Regions from separate parts of the Mus musculus genome. Here region 1 is linked to region 2. A link is a contact called in public Hi-C data. All regions are on one chromosome and are shown on one strand. The core of a region is the stretch at or near the end of the contact, and the rest is flanking DNA. Distances in the headings are between cores, read along the strand shown.

The links. Hi-C and Micro-C count contacts between places; a contact is called where the count stands out from the background.
Region 1: a Hi-C map of CD4 T cells shows a contact between it and region 2, with 3 times the contacts expected there. The contact joins two enhancer-like sites. A contact is called at or near these places in 2 of 484 Hi-C or Micro-C datasets (CD4 T cells and nephron progenitors) and 1 of 115 datasets of contacts at active chromatin or transcription factors (differentiating embryonic stem cells).

Annotation. Positions count from the first base shown.
Region 1 is chr15:93,948,568-93,952,768 of GRCm38.p6, forward strand. No RefSeq gene overlaps it. Among named protein-coding and RNA genes, the nearest start is that of Gm30609, 12 kb to the right of the region's middle. Within about 2 kb of position 2,059, at least 21 of the 459 cell types and tissues checked have an H3K27ac peak or open chromatin away from gene starts, as enhancers often do.
Region 2 is chr15:93,749,757-93,754,048 of GRCm38.p6, forward strand. No RefSeq gene overlaps it. Among named protein-coding and RNA genes, the nearest start is that of Gm41386, 39 kb to the left of the region's middle. Within about 2 kb of position 2,030, at least 63 of the 459 cell types and tissues checked have an H3K27ac peak or open chromatin away from gene starts, as enhancers often do.

The DNA.
Region 1 (4,201 bases), core at 809-3,308, 200 kb after region 2:
GTGCCCGTGCATTTGGAGCATAGATCCTCTTATCAGATCCCAGAACACCTGTGTGAAACAGCTACTGTCTTTTGGTTACAGATTATGAAATGTACAGTCTAAGAATTATGTGACAACCCAACTTCTGTGCAGAGGACTTCATTGTAATTGTTGGGCCTGGGGTTCAAGGTCATGACTTACTCTTGACATGTGTCATGCTCTTTTAACTACAGTGTCCTACCTCTTTGTCCACTGTAGATGTAGGATTTGGTGTGCTGAAATTTACTGGGTTGTCTTTCCAAATCTGAAGGTATTCCAAAATTATACATACTTGTTGTTTTCATTAGTCATCTTTACCTTTTGGATTTTAGGCACAGAACAAAACGTGGAGTTGGCCCCCACACAGTGATGAGATTTCATCGAGATCAGGAGAAAGGAATCCAGGGGATTGAATTTGCTGTGATTTGGCCCTCTACCTTCTGTTGTTCCACTCGCCCCCACCTGATCTGAAGGCTCTATCAGAGACTCACTTCTGACTGAAGCTTTTCTGTTTTGTACTTAACACGTGTAGTTCTCAGTAAAAGAGGGGACTCTCCCTTCATTGTTTGAAAAGGAAGAAAAAAGAAAAAAAAGACAGGACAGGGGCACTTTGTTATCTGCCTTTGTGAGCAGACCATTCTCATTCTTGTTAGATAAGGTCTGTAGTGACCTCCATGGCTTTACCCCTTCATCCTAACCTGTCTCATTGTATGCCTCCCCAGTTGATTAAAATCCTCTCAGTTATTTCATTGTATTCACTAAGGCAAGGCAAACCTTTACTCCCTATTGGGCAGTGGTTAGTGGCTGCTTCTAACTTAACCTAGTTAGTTCCTTCCTTGAAAATGACTCTGAGGCAAGGTGACGGTCAGAGAGACTGTTGTTTCAGCAACAGCTGCTAGGTTGTTTTTTCTAGGGGGAGGGGAGCTATGTCCTAGACACATATTATTTCTTGTGTCAAGTTTATTACATTTTATAGGAACAGATTGAAGTGTAAGAAACAGTGGTTTGTACCTTTTTTCCTTTCTGATTTTCCAAAGCAACAAGGACATTTGTCACCAGTCGTGCTTAGTGACTGATGGACTCAGTATTGTCAACTCTTGGGTATAGATCAGTGACTTGAGCTGACTACTAAGCCAGGTAGGCTGTTTTCATTCCAGAACGCTCGAAGTGTAGCTAACACTTTCCTTTGTCACGTGTTGTGAACTGTGTTCCACAGCGACTAAAGTCGTTGGACTCTTCTTTGGGGAGGGCCAATGGGAGATGGAAAATCAGAAGACCAGTCTTTAGGGTGTTCCTTAGGGATTAAACCATCACATGGTCCCCTCAGCGGAGCACAACTCCTCATCCATTTACCCATTTATCCATCTATAAAAGAAGGGGCAGATCCTCTCAGTGTTCTTTTTTGATCTGCTTATGTGATGCTTAGCATGGATCTTCTGTCAGAATCTCCATGGCTCACAGCTGTTCTTGATTATGTATGACTCCCATTGATCTTAAATTGGGGGGGGGGAGATATTTTCTAAAATTGCTTTAAAAGTAGCTCTAATAAGCTTTGTGGCAGATTACCTCCCCTAAAAGTCAATGTTGGCCTTGCCATGTATGGCCTGAGCCCTGTGAGGAATTCACTGTGACAAACACCCATAATGCTGCTCTGAGGATAACCTTACAAAGCCTCTTCATGAATGACTACCGGGATTCATGCCCTGAGAGAAGATGTGGTTTGTTTTCTAATCAAAAATTGAGTACAACTTTTATCAGGTGGGCCAAAGGGACACAGGATTAGTCATAGAAAATGAAAAAGATTAAATATGCCTTGATGATACTCATACTTGAGAAGTGAGTTTGGGTAGGAAAAAAAAGAGGTATTCCATTTAGCACCTTCTTCTGTGAGCAGAGAAATCCAAGCCAGGTGATGAGTGTAGCCTTGCCCCTTTCTGTGATAGTAGACCTTGCCAGGCATTTTCTAAGACAGAATTTAAGTATCCAGCTTTCTAGTTTCTTTTCTGCTGAAACCAAAACCAAAACCAAAACTGCCTCTAACCAAAAGCAGTTTAGAAGAGCATAGGATTTGCTTCGCTTAACCATCTAGGTTATAGTCACTATTGAGAGAAGTCAGAGCAAGGACATGAGCAGACATTTGGAAGCAGGAACAAGAGAGGAAGGCTAGCTAGCTCAGTCTCAGGCTGAGGCTTAGTTACCTATTTTTATAGAGCCCAGAACCAAAGTCTAAGGAATGGTGCTGCCCACAGTGGGCTGGGCTCTCCTACACCAATTAACAAACAAGACAGCCCTCCATGGATATGCTCACAAGTCAGTCTGATCTGGGCATTTGTTCAATTGAGGTTTCCTTCTCACTCGACTCTGGTTTGCATCAAGTTGATAGTGAATGTTAACTAGGAAAACAGAAGCCCATATAATAGAAATTGAACTTTTTAGATCCCTAGCTACAGACAAGTAGAGTTTCTCACTTGGTTATCACTCCAGTGTTGAATTACTTTGCTGTTGCACCTGGCACATCGGAATTTGAAGCCTTTCCCTTTAACTATACTGATGGAATGGTCCCTGTTTTAAAGCAAGCCCAGTAAAATATTCTAAGTCATCAACTGTAAGGTGCAACAGGCAAATCTTTACTGAAATATATGATAAAAAATTGCGTCAAAAATATTGGAGTCCTGGTGGGGGTATAGGGGACTAGTAAGTCTAATAAATGCACATGATTATTTATAGAGAAGGAATGACTCTTCAGTGCTGCCGAGGAGCTGGGAAGCTTACAGTGAGGCCTACTGACAGGAGCACTGACATTGGCGCCTTAGGTGACATAGTGTTGGCTACACCACTGTGCCCATCAAACTTGTCCAACGTCACCAAGGCTTGGGTGTTGCACTTCCAGTCTGACCACAATATGTCCACAGAGTTAAAAAAATTAGGTTTCATTCAATACAACACCATGTATGTTTCCCAACTATCATGCAAAACTATCACGTTTTGATGCTTTGGTTTTGAACTTATCCTATGGCCATTAAGAGTAACACAGCAGAAATGTGAAGGGACAGAGGGAACAGTTTATTACATTTTTTTTCCTGCCTTTTCCTCAGCTCTGGGTGAATAGTTAGGGTATGCGCACAAAATTCATGGATGAAAAATTGTATTGAATTAAAATAAAAATTTAATTATATCTATTCATTCCTTCGTTTGAATGTTGATGCATTTTGCCGACTGGTGACGTTAGGAAGAATCTCAGAGCCATTCTTTTTGTTTCCGAAAATGATCATAGTTTGGTGTAAGCCATAGAAGCTGAGAGCAGGACACAGGAGTTCCTCAGATGCTGGGATTTTGGGCCATGTATCTCATTTTCCTAAATTGCTAACCCAAGGTGAAAGATGTTGGACCACAGCTTCAGTAAACAAAACTCATGTCATACACAGCAGATGATGCCCAGCTAGAAAGATAGAGCAGGGAACACTTCTCTAAAACTACAAAAATTCTCAATGATTGCAGCTCTGTATGTCAAAGGACTCAGGACTGATATCGTGAAAACCCAGAGAAGCAGGTGTTCTGAATGTTAATCTAGGATGCAATTATGGTCTCTGAAGAAATCTATGAGGTGCAGTTAATGAAGAGACTACCTGGTTAATCATGGGGTGATTTATTAAAAATTAAAAATAGACTGACAAGCTATGAAAAAAACCCTATTTCTCAAATCTCTATTTTGGTTAAACATAAGGCTGAAATACTTTGATTAAAAATGTAAACAACTTAGTCATATTATAAGATGCCATATAATTATCTCACTTTTTAGGACATTATATCTCATTATTGACGTAATCTGTAGGTTGTTTCTGAGGTTCCAAAACTCACACCAAGCACAGATTATAGGGATAAATGGAAGGGCAGTCTTTAAACTCCACTTGAATTAAAGGATTTACAATTTAGAATGAAACAGAGATTGAGTCTTTTCCCCTAGATAATTGTAAGAACTTTGGATTTTCATATTTAAATTACTTGAATTTAAATATGAAACAGTAACTTAGTCATTTCTTTTTCTCTTTTTTTTCTTTTCTTTTCTTTTTTTTTTTTTTAGTTTCTACAAATAACTCATCTAAAGCTCTCTATAATTGTATGGAAAAATTTTAATGAGTGCTGGTGTGGCAAGCTAGAGCAGGAGTCAGTCAGAGAGGTGGTA
Region 2 (4,292 bases), core at 780-3,279:
GAATCCGGGATCTTTTTGACTTAAAATGTAGACTGGAGACCACTGACTATCCAGGATTCTTCCAAGTAGTCAGCACCATGTTGGGACGTCCAGCTTTATGGACCGAGAAGCTACAGGGTTCTCGCCTCTCTAGCATGGAGACAGCCAGTGTTGGACTATTCGACCTCCATTGTGTAAGGCATCCTCATGATTCTTCTTTTCTGAGATATATCTCACATATACTGATGGATATGTGTTCTCTGTCTCTCTTTCTGTCTCTGTCTCTCTCTCTTTCTCTCTCTCTCTCTCAGTTCTCTTCCTTTACCGAACCCTGTCCTACCGAAAGCTCTCTTTCTGTAGCACTTCATCTAGTTTTCCTCTTCCTCTTCCTCTTCCTCTTCCTCTTCCTTCTCCTCCTCCTCCTCCTCCTCCTCCTCCTCCTCCTCCTCCTCTTCTTCTTCTTCTTCTTCTTCTTCTTCTTCTTCTTCTTCTTCTTCTTCTTCTTCTTCTTCTTCTTCTTCTTCTTCTTCTTCTTCTTCTTCTTCTTCTCCTTCTTCTCCTTCTTCTTCTTCTCCTTCTTCTTCTTCCTCCTCTTCCTCCTCTTCTTCTTTCCTTCTCCTTTTCTCCTTCTCTCTCTCTCTCTCTCTCTCTCTCTCTCTCTCTCGTTTGTTATTTGATATGAGGTGGGACTTCAACTAAACAAAAGAACTTGGGGAGTATTATGCTAAATGATGCTAAGTGAAATAAGATAGGTCCATAAAGAGACATATTGTGTAACTTGATTTATATGTAGAATAGAAGACATTCAATTTCATGGGAGCCAAAAATAGGAATGGTGGCTACCAGTGGGTTGGAAATAGCAGGTTAGGAAGATGCTGGTCAAAAGACATGTGAGTTTCAGTTAGAGAGAAAGATGCAGGGCTTTTGTTTTCTTTTGTTTTTGTTTGTTTGTTTTTTTTTTTTTAACACACCAGAGTCTCATTTAGAAAAAAATGGATGCAGCTCTCAAGAGGCACTGCTCATCTTGGTGTAAATTTAACAGGAAGAGGAAACATTTAAAGTGAGACACGAAAAGATAGAATACATTCTGAGGTGGAAAGACTACTTCTAGGTTTTTTGTTTTTTTGTTTTTTTTGAAGGTGTGCAAGGCAAAGTGAGCACTCTCTTTCTGTTGATTTCTTTGGCTCAAGGCTCACAAGGGTGCATAATTTGAAGGTGTGCAAGGCAATGGTTGTATGCCTGACATCCTCTCACCACATAATTTTCTGTTCCACAGTGGGCAGCGATGCCATCTGTAATCTCCTCTGAGTGCTTTTACACCCCTGCTTTCTCCACCCGGCTCCAAGGCGAGGCCCTGCTGTTGCTCAACCAGATCGAAGGTTTCGCTGCGTCTGCTTGTAGAGATTGACATCAGCAGCCCAGAGGGCAGACAGAAAATAGCTGCTGGCAGGAAATGAGCAGTTCTGGTGCTGACCGATAGAGGGGAAGGAAATGGGTAGACAATTAGGGAGATCCTTATGAACACTTTGCTTTAGTGATTAAAGAAAAATATTCGGGATTATTGACATCTACAAAAAACTGTATATTTCTTCAGTTAGATTCTCATATTCTTTCCTCACACTGAAAATTAGATTTTTGCTTCAGTGAGACCGTCACATTTTTATTTCTCCTCCAAGTAACATAGTTTAAAGCTACAGTAATAGAGTTGAAATTATCCTTTATCTATATTTTAAATGAATGTTCTTAGCATGTGAAACATTATCTTTTTGGGATTTAAATATCACTGTGTATCGTATTCCAGCTTGGGAAATTTCAGCATTCAGAGCACACTTTCCAAGCTTAGAGCTTAGTGTGTCAGCTGAACACTGAATTTTTAAAAAGTACGTGTCACTTATTTACGGACTGCCAGAAAGCAAGAGAGGGAAAGAGGTTTCAGCTGAAGTTGATTTTGGAAAAATCTGCTTTTCAAAAAAAAAAAAAAAAAAAAAGAGTCAAACACATCTTGCGTGTACAAACAGGTGAGAGATGAACTGTAGGGCAAGAGTTTGCTGATGTGGTGTGGCTGGCAGAGGGGGAGGGAAGAGGCGGTGTCCTCTCAGGATCTCCGCTTCCATCCCCCTGGTCACCCACAGCGCGGTGGTCAGGTCTCCATTTACCACAGTCTAGGGATGGCCACGGTAGAGCTCAGTACGGAGAAGACCATCTTTCCTGTGAAGAGATCTGCTCCTCAGTGCTTCGCACTGGAAAAGGCCTTCCCGGGAGACCTGCAGGCGTCACGTCATGAGTAAAACATTCCACCCACTCACTGTGCAACAGCGGCGCATGCAGCAGAATGGCAGGTTCCTGCCGGTAGTCTTGCCTGGTTTGTGGAAGCTGAGTTTGGAACTTTATCGCACTATACTACCAACAAATGAAGGGTTTTTTTTTTTTCTCTTTCTTTCCAAACTGAATTCTTCTCTGTGAATATAGCTCTAAGCTATCCTGTATAACCAGAAAAAGCACAGACAAAAAGACGTTTTTTTACTATCCGACGCTACGGTTTAATGTGGGTGTCTTGCGTTTTATATCATCAGTTCAGATCAGCTGAAGATCCATGCTCTAGATTATAAGACCTTATTCTGTACACAGAGGGGTGGGGAAGAAGAGATTTGTGGGTAACATGCACACACACACACACACACACACACACACACACACACAGGAAGATCCATGCTCTAGATTATAAAACCCTATTCTATACACAGAGGGGTGGGGAAGAAGAGATTTGTGGGTAACATGCACACACACACACACACAGAGACACACACAGACACACATGTACACCTACAAAGATCTACATACATCTTCAGTTGGCTTCTCATATTCTTTTTAATTTAATTTTATTTTAATTAGGTATTTTCTGTATTTACATCTGCAATGCTATCCCAAAAGTCCCCCCATACCCTCCCCACCACTGCCCTACCCACCCATTCCCACTTCTTGGCCCTGGCGTTTCCCTGTACTGAGGCATTTAAAGTTTGCAAGACCGATGGGCCTCTCTTCCCACTGATGGCTGACTAGGCCATCTTCTGATACATATGCAACTAGAGACATGAGATCTGGGGGTACTGGTAAGTTCATATTGTTGTTCCACCTATAGGGTTGCAGACCCCTTTAACTCCTTAGGTACTTTCTCTAGCTCCTCCATTGGGGGCCCTGGGATCCATCCAATAGCTGACTATGAGCATCCACTTCTGTGTTTGCTAGGTCCCGGCATAGCCTCACAAGAGGCAGCTATATCAGGGTCCTTTCAGCAAAATCTTGCTAGTGTATGCAATGGTGTCAGCGTTTGGAGACTGATTATGGGATGGATCCCTGGGTATGGCAGTCTCTAGATGGTCTATCTTTCGTCTCAGCTCCAAACTTTGTCTCTGTAGCTCCTTCCATGGATGTTTTGTTCCTAATTCTAAGAAGGGGCAAAGTGTCCACACTTTGGTCTTCGTTCTTCTTGAGTTTCATGTGTTTTGCAAATTGTATCTTATATCTTGAGTATTCTAAGTTTCTGGGCTAATATCCACTTATCAGTGAGTACATATCATGTGAGTTCTTTTGTGATTGGGTTACCTCACTTAGGATGATGCCCTCCAGGTCCATCCATTTGGCTAGGAATTTCATAAATTCAATCTTTTTAATAGCTGAGTAGTACTCCATTGTGTAAATATACCACATTTTCTGTATCCATTCCTTGTTGAGGGGCATCTGGGTTCTTTCCAGCTTCTGGCTATTATAAATAAGGCTGCTATGAACATAGTGGAGCATGTGTCCTTCTTACCGGTTGGAACTACTTCTGGATATATGCCCAGGAGAGGTATTGCAGGATCCTACGGTAGTACTATGTCCAATTTTCTGAGGAACTGCCAGACTGATTTCCACCCCTTGCAATCCCACCAACAATGGAGGAGTGTTCCTCTTTCTCGACATCCTCGCCAGCATCTGCTGTCACCTGAATTTTTGATCTTAGCCATTCTGACTGGTGTGAGGTGGAATCTCAGGGTTGTTTTGATTTGCATTTCCCTGATGATTAAGGATGCTGAACATTTTTTCAGGTGCTTCTAAGCCATTCGGTATTCCTCAGGTGAGAATTCTTTGTTTAGCTCTGAGCCCCATTTTTAAATGGGGTTATTTGATTTTCTGGAGTCCACCTTCTTGAGTTCTTTATATATATATTGGATATTAGTCCCCTATCTGATTTAGGAAAGGTAAAGATCCTTTCCCAATCTGTTGGTGGCCTTTTTGTCTTATTGATGGTGTCTTTTGCCTTACAGAAGCTTTGC